2 separate regions of the Zea mays genome follow, and region 2 is linked to region 1. The links are chromatin contacts, called in public Hi-C maps. All regions are on one chromosome and are shown on one strand. The core of a region is the stretch at or near the end of the contact, and the rest is flanking DNA. Distances in the headings are between cores, read along the strand shown.

Evidence for each region. A called contact is a pair of places that touch in the nucleus more often than the background predicts.
Region 2: a Hi-C map of endosperm shows a contact between it and region 1, with 2.8 times the contacts expected there. The contact joins the enhancer-like site here to the promoter of LOC100282542 in region 1. A contact is called at or near these places in 9 of 25 Hi-C or Micro-C datasets (ear, endosperm, leaf and 1 more) and 1 of 3 datasets of contacts at active chromatin or transcription factors (leaf).

What each region holds. Positions count from the first base shown.
Region 1 is chr2:53,381,673-53,384,919 of Zm-B73-REFERENCE-NAM-5.0, forward strand. It overlaps LOC100282542 (40S ribosomal protein S10), which reads right to left and starts at 1,517. Exons shown (of 5, transcript NM_001371870.1): 1 at 1,442-1,517; 2 at 1,294-1,342; 3 at 643-925. The coding sequence starts at 1,444. It overlaps LOC100274438, which reads right to left. Exons shown (of 7, transcript NM_001148797.1): 7 at 2,575-2,986. The coding sequence ends at 2,852.
Region 2 is chr2:53,489,241-53,492,385 of Zm-B73-REFERENCE-NAM-5.0, forward strand. It overlaps LOC103646450 (nicotinate phosphoribosyltransferase 2), which reads right to left. Exons shown (of 16, transcript XM_008671185.2): 13 at 3,008-3,106; 14 at 2,639-2,747; 15 at 1,927-2,039; 16 at 1,182-1,826. The coding sequence ends at 1,749. Among protein-coding and RNA genes, the nearest start is that of LOC103646450, 77 kb to the right of the region's middle. Within about 2 kb of position 1,326, at least 1 of the 20 cell types and tissues checked has an H3K27ac peak or open chromatin away from gene starts, as enhancers often do. A contact at or near this core is called in endosperm, where this site is marked.

The DNA.
Region 1 (3,247 bases), core at 267-2,766:
TCCCTCAATCTTCATTTATGTGATTTTTGAATTTTGCAGCCAACAGCAAACATAAAAAAAAAATTACTTGGCTTACAGTAGAGAGATGGCATTGACTACTTTCACTTTGGTTCCTACACCAATTATACAGCCAATGCAAGCTCACGAAGCCAAATACAAATAAATGAAATGATGTGATGATGAATAATATCAGCATCATCTAGGCTTTTTTTAATCACTTTTATGTCTTCATGAACTCATCAGTTTGTTGTTGACTTTGGGGTTAGAATTGAAGTACAATATTAAACTATATATGGATCCATCTAAATTTCCTCCTAATAATGATATATAAGTACATTACTTTTGTTGTCTATTAGTATGTGATCCGGTGTTGGACGTTTAGAATATTGGCCTTGGTCACAAAAGTTCCTCAGATCCACCACTGATTGCACCAAAACACATTGGAAAATGCAAAACAAGCACCATCAAGAAGTAATTTACTAGATAAAGTTAGCCCTATCATCAAAAGATCAGAAGTGCACAAAAAACTACTTCAGACTTGACTGTAGTATACATCTGAAATCATCACCAGACATGAGAAACAAACATGTGAAATCATTACTAAACACATTTGTTAAGTACGCTCAAGAATTTAGGCTTTACCTTGGGCGGTCACCAGGAGGGCCAGAGCCAAATGGACGGCCCAGTGGCCTGGCAGACTTCTTGAGCGTGGCAGGCACGATCTCAGACGGGAGGTTCAGGTAGTTGCGTAGGTGCTCAATGCCATCGTTGGTGAGGTACCAGTAGTAGTACTGCCAGGAGAAGGTCTCTCTGACATACTCCTTGGACTTGAAGCTCTGCATGAGCTTGATCACCTGGAGGTTGGGCACATCAATCTGTGGGTGCTTCGCCAGGTTGTAGTCCTTCTTGGCATACAGCACGCCCTCTGCAGCAGCAAACACATCAAACTAACAGAAACCGTATGAACATAGCACACATCACATCAGACCATGCTTTCAATTCTCGGTGATGGATATACATAGAACCTGTGTTCAATTCCATAGTTTAGGGGGCACACAAATTTGGAGTGCAAAACTATTTCACAAGTTCGCTGTGTCAAGCCTATAATATATCTGCTCGTAACTCGTAAGTTTGTGAGATGCTAAAACTAGACCAAAAAGTGAACTCAACATAATACACTAGTGCTATCCTAGTAATAAGGAAACAGTTTGAAGACGTCCCCTCCTAGAAAGCGAAACAACCAACCAACGCAAGTTACCCTACTGCGAGTTTAGCGGACGAATAATCGCATACCCTTGAAGAGGTACTTGCAGATCTCATTGCGGTTCTTCTTGGGGATGATCTGCGGTTGAAGAAAAACAGGTGCGATATTAACACCGGCAGCAGAACAGGCGAAAGCCGAGGAGCAGCAGCGTATTGAGCCTCGCGCGTACTCGCTTACCATGGTGGGCCGTCGGGCGCGCGAGCTCCGAGTGCTGGACTGCTGGAGCGTCTGGTGTTGCGTAGGTGGCGGTGGCGGTGGCGGCGGCGAGTAGGGCACGGGTCGGGAGATGTCTTTTATACCTGTCGCCGCGGTGTAGGGTTTGGTTCGATGAGCAGAGCGAGGGTATAAGCGTCAAAAATAGAAGCGGGGCCTTTCAGGCGCGTGTTTGGACAGCGATTCCACCGGGCCCGTGGAGGCTGATATTATTCCACTCATCGTCGTCGGGGCCAGCTCCTCTCGCTCTCGGTCCTTGCTTGCCTGCCGTCGTCTCATCTCCAGGTGGACCCAGGACTTGCAGGGTGCAGCCGAATTTCAGTCTGGAAGACCATCATCAGTCTCCATCCATCTGCCCGCATGGCTGCCTGCCTTCATCGGCCATCTCTACCCGAACACAGCATCACCGACACTTCTGTGAAATACCTGACCGGGCAGGTGCAGTCCTCTTTTTTGTGCAAAACAACGGCAGCTGCAACTGCAAGCCTAACAACCAGGCCCTCGCGAGCAGGAGAGCGGAGGACGCACCCCCAACAGCATTCCAATCCATGGCACAAGCTGCACTGTACTTGAAAGCATCCAGCCTGAACAGCTGAGCAGTCACACTGCTACGACTATGACTGTATAATAAGGGTGTGTTTGGTTTGACTTTTGGCTTTGACTTTTGCCCCCCTAAAAGTCAAAAGCTAACCAAAGGGCTGGATCCAGAAAGCAGCTTTTTCTAAAAGCCGGCTTTCTTGTAGTGCAAATCTGAAAGCACCCCTGGACCTGCTTTTAGTGGCTTTTCGGATGGAACTGTGAAAACATATATCGAAGAATTTTTAATGACTTTTAGTTGTTTCCACCAAACGGTTTTTAGCTTTTTAACAGCTCACAGCCTACAGCAGCTTTTTTCACAGCTCACAGCCCACAGCAACTTTTTTCACAGCCACAGCCTAACCAAACAGACCCTAAATCAACATACGGTACGAATATGACATCAGAAACCGAGGCTATATACCCAGGCGGATGGCACAACAAACAGGCAGCAAGGTTTGGAGGTCATCGGCCAATCCTACTGGAACGGTTTCAGCTATAGCAATGCTCAGTCTTTTTTTCGCCTCAGGAATACACACGAGCGCGCGCGCCTTTATCACACAAAATCATCCTTCGCATAAATATACGGCCCCAAGAAAACCAACTGGAAAAAAATCGCTATGGCTAACATATCGATTCAACAATGTACAGATACTGTCACGACGACGACGACCGACACTGGTGCTTGTGGAGTTTGCATGCCCGACCAACCAACCAACCAACCATATCCAGCTTCTTTATCAGGCACAAACTCAAGCGCAACCACCGTTTTCCTGGTGGCTAGCCAAGCTAGTCCTCTTAGTTTCTCCACTTGAAAGGTTCTCCATTCGGTGCGTCCTTTGGAGTGTTGTTTCCGCTGCTATCGCCAGGTTCGCTTGCAGGTGGCGTTTCCACCGATCTTGCTTGGGCTGGAGCTTTGCCACCCCGGCGCTCCTGGGGAGAGCAGCAAAATGTTAGCAATCTTAGTCTAAAATATGGGGAAAATGTTACTATATTACTCCTTATCATGATCGTTGAAATTGTTTGAAGAAAGAACGAGCTGACAGCTCTTGCAGGATTTGAAGGTGACAGCAAAAACGACCAGGCAAATCAGATTGATATCTAACTCATATGTTGTGAAAACAGTGAAAAAAATGAAGAATGGGGGCAGGCCCTCCAAGCTAATCTACAAAGGGTTAATGAGAGCACAGTCCT
Region 2 (3,145 bases), core at 76-2,575, 110 kb after region 1:
CAATTGGGTGTCTGGAACTTTTGTAGTTGTTTGGTTGGTAGCTTCAATCGATCTTCAAAACTTATGCTAGCTGGTTGATAGCCATCCTTAAGTTTGCACGCCTGAATCAGGTGTTGCTTCTTATCGTGTTGACTATCCCTAGTTTCTGGTGCTTCGTTTCCTGTCTGCTTTGTATGTTTGTCATTGACAAGAAGACTCGATTTATTTCTATTATGCATAATAATAGAAATGGGGTATCCCTCTTATAAAAAAAATGCGTTGGGGCGATACATCTCTCGCAGCAGGTTCTCTCCATCCATCAAACATGTGTTGTTTCATGCAAATAGACAAACAGAACAAGTTTATATGGGAGAAAGAACTTAAACAGAGTCAGGGAAGTAAGGATTATAAGTTATTGCTTCATTGTTGAGTATCTCCAAGTAGGCCAAAAATTGCAGTTAAAAAGAGATTTGGGATTTTTAGGGTGGGGATACCTTGCCAACAAAAGACCAAACTACTCAAGCTAATTTGGTGACCAGGTAAATGGAGATTGAAGATAAATGGTGAGAGATCCCTCCCTATAAATCCCCTATATTTTTCTGGTCACCAAACCAACCCTCAACGAGCACCATATCACCTCAAATTTGCGGTCCTCCATAAAAAATGCAAATTACACACCCTTGTTTGCCTTATGTAACTTGTAAGGGCTTGTTAGTTTTGCTTTCAATTCATATGAATTGAATGGATTTAAATTCTAAACAAATCAATATCTTTCATAATTTTTTCAATCTCGTTCAATCCACATAAGATAGGAATAACGGAATAAGATTTAACCTGGTAGGCTTTGTACACCAAAAATAGGGACAGAAGAATTACGTTCCCTTTTATCCAATACATTTTTGCAACTATTAAAAACTATTTTTTGCCTCATTTTTTGTGACAGTCTTGGAGATGCTAATCTTGATCTATATTAGATGGTTTTTGGACGGGTGAATGAAATGGAGTGCTCAGATCTGTATGTCCCAGAAACCGTAGGTAACGTGACCTTGTCCTTGCCTCCCGGGCATGGACCTGCCTCAGTCACGGGTCTCTATCGTTGCGAGCTTTCAATTGAGAAACGTGTGCCTCTTCCATGGAAATTAGCCTTTTGGCAGGAATTGAGCAAGAAGAGCAAACAACCATGCATGCCGCCACAACATCCAAAAGCAACTAACCGATCTGTTAGATGTGCTGTCATAACGCAATGGTAGTTTAGAAAAATAACCAGCCAAAAGTGCTGCTTTGCTAATGCACGGCGGCACGGCAGTTGAGAACGCATCACCAATTTACTCTAGTGACTCCAACGTTTGGACTCGTCCCACCCCACGTCCCCACGGCAGTCCTTGCGTAATACAACAGCCGAGAACAGGGAACGGTGACAGGAGCAATTCAAGCCTGCTGGTCTGTTGGATCTAACACCTGCAAATGTGACAAACACGCAGGATATATAGTGACATTTTTGGCTATTAATCTTCCCATTGACTCCAAATGATTTCTGTTCTTTTCATGATGATGATGTGTATAGTATCCCACCAATCAAAGGATGTATAAACTAGACGACTTGATTAACCTGCCTCTATACCGGGGATTAGAGATGGAAATCTGAAGAGCAAAATCCTGCCATGGGCCATGGGCTCAACTGCTGATATTGCGCAGAAAAGCTCTGATCCTCTTGTATGGTTTGCTGCTGTGTCAAAGATGACCCAAAACTTCTTTCATGTGGCCATCATCTACTGCAGTTCACCAACTGGTGCCTCGTTCAGCCATAGGCAGTGGATGAAGTCGTACAGCTTCGCACTCACGCTCACCTGCCCAGATCGAAGAGTTAGTGATACTTCTGGTTATGACATGTCACTATATCAAGATGAGGATTGAGGACAGACAAAGACGAGATGCAAAGAAGCAAACCTTGTACGGTGTTGGATTTAGCCGCCGGATGTGATCCGGACGCAGCTTTTCAAGCTGCTGCATGCAGCGGCTTCTGATCTTCTCCAAGGAGGGCAGCTCTGCTCTAGGTTTATCTGCATAGAAACATAGATACACATGTCAAGACAGGACAGGATGCAGGAGCTAAAGTCTACATATTTTAATGGTCCAGAAGATAATTAGCATTCAGATTTTTCTTTTTTTTTATATCATACAGGGTTGATGAAGTCTTTTTTACTAAAGGTGGTACCAGTGGGTTAGCTAGCTAACTCGTTTTATCTCACTTCCCTTGCTTTGAAATCCAGATTATAGTACAACTACAGTAAGTTATGGGTCGACCCAGTGATCCAAAGGAAGCTAAACTTGCACCCTTAGCTGTGGCTCTGGTGACTGGTGATTGTCAACATTAGGAAATAAAAACAGAACAAGGCACCGGAAATACGGGACGCTTAAATTTATTAAGTTTGTCAAACTATGTTCAGAAAGAAATTTAAGCCTGTCATGCTGCTCTCTTCTATTTTAAAAATCTTATGCTTAAAAAATGTAGTGCAAAACGAGGATATATCCTTCTGGATTTGAAGGCAATCTAATGCTGATGCTGGTTACTCTCATTTTCAGTTACTACTTTCGAAAATTCAGCCATTAGTGTGTTACAACTAACAAAATTCTCGCTGAAGAGTTAAAAGGTCCATACCTGATGTCCCCGGCCAATAGTACTGTAGAAGCTCCTCAACATGCTGGGGGACAACATATGCTCTCTTTGATTCAATGAATGGATGGCGGCAGAGGATTCTTTCTCCTGCCTGCAAATATTTTAGTAATATGCCAATATGAAATCCAGTTTAAACATTGGAGGTCACTGCAGATGAAAATGTCAAAGACAAGATACAGAGCATGGCAGCTGTGTTGCTTAACACAGATAGGAAGCATGTGATGAACAAGTACTAGCTCAGCTATATTCCGTTCTAAGATATATCCTAAAATTCTGTACTGTGATACTTGGGAACGTTGTACTAAATATAAAGCACAGATGTCAACAAAGATAACAGAAGTGCATTGTTACCTTAGGTGATGGTTCACTTTCACGAATCATGATATCTACCAGTGGGTAGCCTTCTTTCCCATACAGTCTAAAGCATCGCTTTTTGCATGGAATGGAAACCTGAAACATGTTATTACACTATCAATGTGTGTGTGTGTG